Linked DNA regions of Zea mays: region 2 is linked to region 1. The links are chromatin contacts, called in public Hi-C maps. All regions are on one chromosome and are shown on one strand. The core of a region is the stretch at or near the end of the contact, and the rest is flanking DNA. Distances in the headings are between cores, read along the strand shown.

Evidence for each region. A called contact is a pair of places that touch in the nucleus more often than the background predicts.
Region 2: a Hi-C map of ear shows a contact between it and region 1, with 1.9 times the contacts expected there. The contact joins the promoter of LOC103639438 here to the promoter of LOC100281706 in region 1. A contact is called at or near these places in 4 of 25 Hi-C or Micro-C datasets (ear, leaf, root tip and 1 more).

Annotation. Positions count from the first base shown.
Region 1 is chr9:152,762,216-152,767,026 of Zm-B73-REFERENCE-NAM-5.0, reverse strand. LOC100281706 (Heat shock 70 kDa protein 8) reads right to left here and starts at 2,602. Exons shown (of 2, transcript NM_001154626.2): 1 at 2,451-2,602; 2 at 1-1,514. The coding sequence starts at 1,513. TRNAK-CUU (transfer RNA lysine (anticodon CUU)) reads left to right here and starts at 3,464; the gene lies at 3,464-3,536.
Region 2 is chr9:152,974,671-152,979,481 of Zm-B73-REFERENCE-NAM-5.0, reverse strand. LOC103639438 (probable methionine--tRNA ligase) reads right to left here and starts at 2,437. Exons shown (of 17, transcript XR_004852839.1): 1 at 2,174-2,437; 2 at 1,929-2,073; 3 at 467-620; 4 at 233-385; 5 at 1-104.

The sequences.
Region 1 (4,811 bases), core at 1,353-3,852:
GGGCTGCCGGAATTCCAGTAATCTTGAAGTACCCTAACAGATGGTTATCTTCAGCACGTTCCCCTTCTCCTTCATACACAGCAATTAGGGCTTCGGTCTGCTTGTCGTGTGTCGTTGTGAACAGCATGTCCCTCCTTGCTGGAACCGTCGTGTTCCTAGGGATGATCGCAGCGAAGCTATCACCGTCGGCACGGATTCCCAGGTTCATGGGAGTTGCCTGGATCGTGAGAAGATCCAAGCTCCCCGAAGGATCATTCACTCCCGAAGCTATGGCTCCTTCCAGCGCAGCACCTGAAACAGCAGCTTCTAGAGCATCTATGTTCTTGTAAGAGACCTCCTTCTTGCACAAACCCAGGACAAGGCTTCTGATTCTGGGGATCTTCGAACAACCTCCGACCAGTATGACATCATTGATGTCCTCTGGTACCAACTTCGCATCAGCCAAGCACTGGTTGATGATCTTTTCGCACTTGTCGAAAATTGCCCGGTTGACTTGTTCAAACTCTGAATGGTCTAGAACTTTGGACACCATGTGGCCATTCCCCAAATCTATATTGATCTCCACGGATTCTTGACTAACGAGCCTGTGAATTGCATCTTGAGTAGCAATTCGCAGTAAGCTCATCGACTTGATTCTATCCATTGTCTGGCCAGCATATATACCGTCAAAATTGGGAAGAACATGGCGCATTATGTTCTGAAGTATATCCTCCCCACCAGCTGTGCATCCTGATAATGCTCTTATCTGAGAAACACCTCCAGCTGTGGCAGCCACGGCCACATCACAGTACCCAGCACCCATGTTAAATATCAGAGCAATTTTCTCGATGCCGCTTCCCATATTGTCATGCACAAGCTGCTGCTGCTGCTGAGCGTACAGAAGCGCCACAGCAGTTGGTTCTGGCATCAACCTCAACACATGCAGCCCAGCCATTGCACAGGCTCTCTCAATCCTGGTCTGTTGAAATCGACTGAATGCAACTGGTATTGTAAGCACAGCATTCCTAACGGGATGCTTAAGGTGCATCTCCACCAAGGCCTTCAGTTCAAGTAGAAAGATGGCAAGGACCTCCTCCGGAGTTGTAGATCGCCACATGTTGTTCACGAGCGCTGCAATGAATGGTCTCACACCGATACCCAATGTCTGCACAAGAAATGGGAGAGTCTTACTAGCTTGAACCACTTCATCAGTGTCCATTCTTCCTATCAGGCGTTTCATGTTGAATATGGCACTTCCTGACAAGATGTCTCTTTCCTCGTGTGCATTTTCCTTGGCTGCACCTCCAGTAACTCCTGCTGAAAGAGTATCATCTTTGAACATGACATATGACCTCATCCCTTTCTGATTACGGGTATTCTTTAAGAGCTCAACTTGGTGGCCATTCCAAATAGCAACACTGCATTTGGAAGTCCCAATGTCAATGCCAACAGCAACATCAGGGAATGAAGCCTGTGATTTGTCTTCCCCGGTGGTTTCACTATCCGATGCCACGGTATAGAATTGTTCAGCCATCCTACAAACAATATTGCATCAGATATACATTGCTGGTATACAATTCGTTTTTAGGAACAAAGAAGCTCAAGACAGGAAAATTGTAGATCGAGCTATTATGAATATATATATGGAAGAAGTGTGAACAGGTTAACAAACAGCATGGAAAGAAGCCCTATGTGGCACACACCCTGGTTAACACAGATGAGACATGGCAGAAAGTATCGAGTAAGTAACATCTTGGCATACAGCTGACTAGCCGAGTGCTACAGTACCAAACCTCAGGTTTAGCGTTCTACTGCCCGGCTACAATCACAAAGCTTCCATGGTACACCACTGAGCCCAGCCAGGTTAATCGACTTGCATAATAAGTCAATTTAAACTAGTAATAGATCTTGCATTATATATTCAGATGACACAACCCTGACATACTGCGCCCCATTCCCCAACTAAATTCCTAAACGTGCCGAATAAACCACATATATACACCGAATTCGAAACAAGAAGGAAGCGAGGATTAGGAAACCAAGGCGAGAAATTCCCTTGACCATTCGCATAGTCTCTGCAGTGCACATAGTCTCTGAAACTATGTGCTTCGTTCAGTTCCCCTTCCCCATTTCCTCGTTCCATCTTCAGTGCAAAACTAAGGTGATCCACTAACAAAAAAACACCAACATCCACATTTGTTCCATGTTCAGTGCAAAACTAAGGTGATCCGCTAACCAAAAAAACACCAATATCCACATCAAATGATCGCATAATGTATATCGCCGGTGGAACTGTAACACAGACGCGCAATGGTTGGCTAGCAAGAAAAAAATGTGGCGTCGAATGTGGACACGCAGCACCAAGTAACATGGAATGGCAAGGTTCATAGCATTGCTCCGACGTCCGACTAACGAAACCACAGTTCGAAGTAATGAGGCGCAGGAGACTCAGGCGATTAGTCATTACTTACCTGGCCAAGCGACGGCGACGGGAAGGGGAACCTCCGGGCGGTGCTCTGTGACGCTTCTTCGGAGAGGTGATGAACAACAATTGCGGTGCGCGTGCGATCCGATGGGGCGTGGGGAGAAGGGGGTGGAAGGAGGTAGAAGAAGGGTGGAAAGACGAGTATCGGGGCGCATCTTCTGGAGACGACGAGAGACCGCGGGCAGGCACGCGGCGTGCGCTCGCCGACAGGCGGAGCCGCTGAGTCCGAGGTCGCTCGGTTCCTGCTAGAAGAGTCGGGAAGCCGCGGGACGTAAGGATGGCAACGGGTAAAATATCCGCGGATAGTGTCTCTGGATATCCATATCCACGACTTATATCCGAACCCGTACCCGTTACCCGCTATGGATAACAAACAGTATCCACATCCGTTACCCGCAGGTAACGGATATCCACGGATATATCCGTTTGTCCACTACACATACAAAATATTTAAATCCAGCAAATTCAAACATGATATCATATTTGTCCAGCAAATTTAAATATGATAAAAACATAAATCCATACAGAATTTGTCCAGCAAATTCAAACATGATATCATATTTGTCCAGCAAATATAAAATTGTCTACGGATATCAAGTGCTACCCATATTTGGGACGGGAGTACAAGATATTTTAACGGATATTCGGGTATTTGGGTATGGATATTGATTTTTCTTATCCGTTTTAAAAATATCCACGGATATCAAGTGCTAACCGTATCCGTATCCATGGGTACAGACTCGTACCCAAAACCGTGCCCAATGGATTTTTTATCCGCGGGTACGCGGATAAATGACATCCATTGCCATCCCTAGCGGGACCATAGCTGGGGCACCTGGCCTAGTCGCCGCGTAGCCCGATTTTTTTTTTACATTTTAGCCCTTCCTCGAAAAAAATCATGTTTAAACCCTAGAAAATTTTAATATCATTTTTGGATCCTAACGTGGCACCGAGTTCGGCGCCATAGATCTTGGCGCCGAGCTCGGCTATGTACACAAAGCCTGTCTAGCTTAGTTGGTAGAGCGCAAGGCTCTTAACCTTGTGGTCGTGGGTTTGAGCCCCACGGTGGGCGTTTAATATTTTTTTGTCTTTGTCACTTATTTGTTTTTTGTTGTCCAGATTTTTTGTTTATGTCGCTAATTTGTCCGTCCAAATTTATTTCTCATCTAGATTTTTTTGTTTTTGTGACTGATTTGTTTATTCGTCCATACATTTTTTTGTTTATCCGGCGAGCACAGCGGTTGTGTGCCACAGTGGCCGCGAGACAAGACGGTGGGCGTTTAATATTTTTTTGTCTTTGTCACTTATTTGTTTTTTGTTGTCCAGATTTTTTGTTTATGTCGCTAATTTGTCCGTCCAAATTTATTTCTCATCCAGTTTTTTTTGTTTTTGTGACTGATTTGTTTATTCGTCCATATATTTTTTTGTTTATCCGGCGAGCACAGCGGTTGTGTGCCACAGTGGCCGCGAGACAAGTATATAATGGAGTATACTTTTATTTAGTACAGAGGAAAAAGATTAATATGTGTGCTTCTTTTTATATGGTCATAATTGAAATAAGAGTGTTGTCATTTGATTTTTATTGTGGTTAGCTGAGCAAACAAGGGGGAAGTTGACGGGTTGCGGCCATTGTGGCACACAGCCGATGTGCTCGCCGGATAAACAAAAAAATCTAGACGAATAAACAAATCAGTCACAAAAACAAAAAAAATCTGGATGAGAAATAAATCTGGACGGACAAATCAGCGACATAAACGAAAAATCTGGAAAAATAAACAAATCAGTGACAAAGACAAAAAAATATTAAATGCCCACCGTGGGGCTCAAACCCACAACCATAAGCTTAAGAGCCTTGCACTCTACCGACTGAGCTAGACGGGTTTTGTGCACACAACTGAGCTCGGCGCCAAGATCTATGACGCCGAGCTCGGTGCCACATCAGTGTCACGACGTCCGTTCGTGCCAGCGCAGCACGTACCTCGGCGCCATAGCCTATGGCGTCGAGCTGTGTTACCTCGGTGTCATAGGCTATGACGCCGAGCAAAGGATCCAAAAATGACATTAAAATTTTCTAGCGTCTAAACGTGATCTTTTTCCGAAAAGGGTTAAAATGCAAAAAAAACGGCCGCGTAGCCGCCTGGCATGGGCCCTTGCTAGTTGCTGCACATGAAATCTCTAGTGAGATCTCGGCTGTCTGAACCTGTGCCGTGTCGCAGATCTTCCTTTGCTAGTACTGGTGGAGGCCTGGTACGTACATAGGCTCCCAACCATTGGAGACGGAGGCCTACTAAGGGAGTGATATACGGATTTGGGCTTCCCATTGAGTTGCGCTCGGTACTTATCTACG
Region 2 (4,811 bases), core at 1,188-3,687, 210 kb before region 1:
GCAACTGAAGTTTCATTGATGTAGTTTACCAGCTTGTCTCTCAATAGAGGAAGCTCCAAAAATAAGTGATCCGTGTCACGAATACGTGGAGTGTTCTTACAAACCTACATGGAAAATCACAAGATAAGAAGGCAATTTATAATTACAATTCTATGATATATTATACGCTTAAATCAATTATATTGACAGAGGCAAAAATGGCAGAGCACAGTATCAAAGTATACATTCCTACCTTGCACTTTGGGTCAATAAGTTCAGTTGGATTCAACAAGGTGCTGCATGTTTCACACTGATCTCCTCTTGCTGATGCGTTGCAGACTTTGTTCGGGCATGTTCCTTCAACAAGCCTATCAGCTAAAAATTTTTGGCATGTATCGCAGTAAAGCTGCAAAGAAGGTAAAACTCATAGCAGAAACAAAAAAAACAAAGATAATTATACAAGTACAACGTCAAGAATAAGTTTTACCTGCTGCATAGTATTTTCTGTGAGCCAATTGTTTTCCATCAATTTATGGAAAATTGCATGGCAGACTTCTGTCTGCTCAGGAGAAGAGGTCCGTCCAAACTTGTCAAATTTTATGTTAAACCACTTGTAAACTTCATTGTGGATAGCATGGTACCTACATTTTACAGAAGGGAAAACTTCTTATGAAGAAAGCAATTTTTTATTATGTAATACAAGCATGTTTATGTTTACAAGAAGTGGATATAGCAACGTACAACTGGAACATTTATGTGTAAGTTACAAAACAAAGTAAATACAATGAATATCATAGAAGCCCAATTTTTAAAGATATGGGAGATATATAATTGATGAACCCCCTTGCAGCAATACAAACATTCAGCACTTCCAGGTTGAAAACACACACAACAAAATTCACATGATCGATGATCAAGTTATCAACCAGACAACCAACCTCTTCCTCTGATCCCAAATATATATTGTGCAGAACAGGGGGACAGGGGCACGGTCTTCAATGTAACGCTTTGATTTGCAATTTTTGTTAATATATACTATTTAAAACAGGGAAGATTATGTATATGAATGTATTTATTTTCCATAATGAATGTTGTAAATATATGCTAGTTTTCAATTTGATATACTAATAGTCCAAAGTTAAGAAAGACTTATTGCATGAATCCTAAAACAACCTAAATTCAGAATCAGAGGTAGTATTCCATAAATCAAACCATTCATCTACAGAAATCTAGGCATCAACTAGCTACTGCACCGCTAGTCCTGTTCGATGTGATTCAGGAGAAGTCTAATCAAAATTCAATGACAGTTTAATCAACCAAATCAGCTGATATGTGAATGTTTTATCATTCTGGCCCACGAGGACAGGTGCAGCTCATGGCTCTTAACAGATATTATGAGCACTTCAGATGTTCAGAAATTCTCTTGCCATGGAGCGTGGGCAGTTGCATGAGCTATTGAGGCTCGGGCAGGCATTCGGACCAAAGGCTGGCCTTCTATCAATATTAAACTGTCAGACGCATGCCTGAGTGCCGAAAATAAATCAGATAAATGCTTTAACAAGCCCCTAAATTTAAGCATATGTCAAATGATTGGTTCCATTAAAGGCTAGGACTGTTGCAGATAAGCTTAATGGCGTGAAATTTGTTCTCTCTTTACCAGCCCACGTAGACATATTTGCATTGTACACCCCTTTATGTCCCTGCTTTTAGCTTACTATAGTTCTCAAGTATCATAGCTGCGCATAAACATAGTTCCGTTCTACACTTCTACTGCAACCTCAGGACACTAAATCCTAAACCACACATGAGGACACTAAATCCTAAACCACCCGCTCCACCATGTTGCGCTGAACCAAAACCACAAACCAGACAGCTCGAGAGGAATTAAACCAAACCAACTTCTCAAGACAACAAGTAGGAAAGGTGATGACAGATATCGGCGCGCTTACTTATCGCAGATCTCCTTGGGCGTGCACTTCTCCTCCATGGCCTTCGTTTCGGTGGCGGTGCCATACTCGTCCGTCCCGCATATGTAGATAGCGTTGTAACCCCGGAGCCGGCAGTACCGCGCGAACACGTCTGCGCTGAGCACACCTGCGCACACGGCCATCGAATCGAATCCCCATCGGACGGGAAACAGGAAAGGGAGAGAAGAAACGGGTGAGAAAAAAATTGGGGGCAGGCGGATGCTCACAGCCGATGATGTTCCCTAGGTGCGGGACATTATTGACGTACGGAAGTGCGCTAGTGATGAGTATGTTGCGGCGGCCGGGAATCGGCAGCTTCGGCGGCGGCGGCGACGACGACGACGCCATCGGGACAGAAGGGTTTAGGGCTGGCTAACAGGATAGTTCGTTGTACGAGACTGCTAGTGGGTCACTCCGTCTCGTCTCGAGCCTAGACCGTGAAGGCTTCTGCTACGGGTCCTACTGTCAGAAATAACGCGTAAATTTGGGCTGGGAGTGCCGGGTAGATATCCGATTTTATCCCGACAAAGTTGATGTTAATCTTTACTTGTATTATCACACGTATTATTATAAATAAAATTTTAAATAAATTGTTTTATATATTATTTGCTCTCTAAAAAGATGAATAAGTATCTAAATTCGGTATCAGAATCCTGAATCTGTACCGCATTTTATACTAACATTTAAGAAAATATAAGTTGAATGTGAGATTTACATTTTATAATTTTTTCATTATAATTTTTTTAAAATATAACATTAAAAACAAGAATACAAATTTGTGTAGATGTAACGAAAAAACCGACATCCGAATAAATATCTGTTTTCGTCCATTTTTGATCTTGTTTTTTTTTCCTTAGTCCGATCAGAAACAGGTTTTTCAGGCGGTTTTTCTAAAATTTCATTTAAAATTTAACAATATTGTGAAAAAATATATAAATCAGGGGAAAATGTGGTAACAAAATTGCACGCTTTTTTGAGTGGTCTGTCATATCCTATTTTATTTTTTAAAAATTAGTCGGTATTTATGGGGGAAAACAACGTCCAGAAAGCACAATTTTTTGGTCAAGAAAACTGAAATTCGTTTTTTTAACTATACAACGAGTTTTCTGGAAAAATCGTTCTATTCTTGGGAGCTTTTCCGAGAATCTAAGTATCGTAATGATTATATACGGAGTAAGTTCACAGGGTTTAGGATCTAGGAAGTGATAGATTCTTCCTATCACGACTACTCGGTCGAGGTTCGGTTCTTGCAAACATACTCCCCGTTGAGGTGGTCACAAAGACCGGGTCGCTTTCAACCCTTTCCCTCTCTCGAACAGACACTTAGACCGAGTGAGCTTCTCTTCTCAATCAATTGGGACACTTAGTCCCCACAAGGACCACCACACAATTGGTGTCTCTTACTTTGATTATAAATGTCTTGGGAATAAGAATGGGGAATAAGAAAAGCGATCCAAGCGCAAGAGCTCAAAAGAACACTGCAAAACTCTCTCTTCTAGTCACTATTGCTTTGAGTGGAATTGAGACTTGGAGAGATTTTGATTCACTCTAATTGTGTCTTGTATTGAATACACTAACTCTTGTATTGAATGTGTTGGCTGAAAACTTGGATGATTTGAAGTGTGGTGGTTGGGGGTATTTATAGCCTCAACCATCAAAGTGGTCGTTGGGGAAAGCTGTTGTCGAAGGGCGCATCGGACAGTCCGGTGCGCCAACCACGTCACCCAACCGTTAGGGTTCGACCGTTGGAGCTCTGACAAGTGGGGCCACCGGACAGTCCGATGGTGCACCGGACAGGTCATGTTCACTGTCCGGTGCGCCTTCCGGCGCCTGCTCTGACTCTGCGCGCTATCGTGCACTGTTCACTGTTCCTGTAGCTTTTGCAGACGACCGTTGGCGCAGTTAGCCATTGCTCCGCTTGGCACACCGGACAGTCCGGTGCTACACCGGACAGTCCGGTGCTACACCGGACAGTCCGGTGAATTATAGCGGAGAGGCTCCCCAAAAACTCGAAGCTAGCAAGTTGGAGTTGATCCACCTGGTGCACCGGACACATTCCGGTGCGCTAGACCAGGGCTGCCTTCGATTGGTTTTGCTCCTTTCTATTTGAACCCTTTCTTGGACTTTTTATTAGTTTGTGTTGAACCTTTGACACCTGTAGAACTTATATTCTAGAGCAAACTAGTTAGTCCAATTATTTGTGTTGGGCAATTCAACCACCAAAATCATTTAGAAAAAGGTTTGACCCTATTTCCCTTTCAATCTCTCCCTTTTTGGTGATTGATGCCAACACAAACCAAAGCAAATAAATAAGTGCAGAATTGAACTAGTTTGCATAAGGTAAGTGCAAAGGTTGCTTGGAATTAAACCAATTTATACGTTCATAGGATATGCATGGATTGCTTTATTTCTTTTAACATTTTGGACCACGCTTGCACCACTTGTTTTGTTTTTGCAAAAAGTCAAAGGTAAATGAATAAAATTTCGAGAAGCATTTTCAAGATTTGAAATTTTCTCCCCCTGTTTCAAATGTTTTTCCTTTGACTTAACAAAACTCCCCCTTAATGAAATTCTCCTCTTAGTGTTTAAGAGGGTTTTAGATATTAATTATTGAAAGAGGCCATACCAAATTGAAATTATATCAAGAAATAAGATACCAATTGGAAGACTACATTTACACATTTTTGAAATTGGTGATGGTGCGGTCCTTTTGCTTTGGGCTAATACTTTCTCCCCTTTTGGCATGAATCGCCAAAAACGGATACTTTGTGAGTGAAATATGAGCCCTTCATTACTTTCTCTCCCCCTTTGGCAAACAATATATGAGTGAAGATTATACCAAATTGGAGAGCAGTGCGGAGTGAT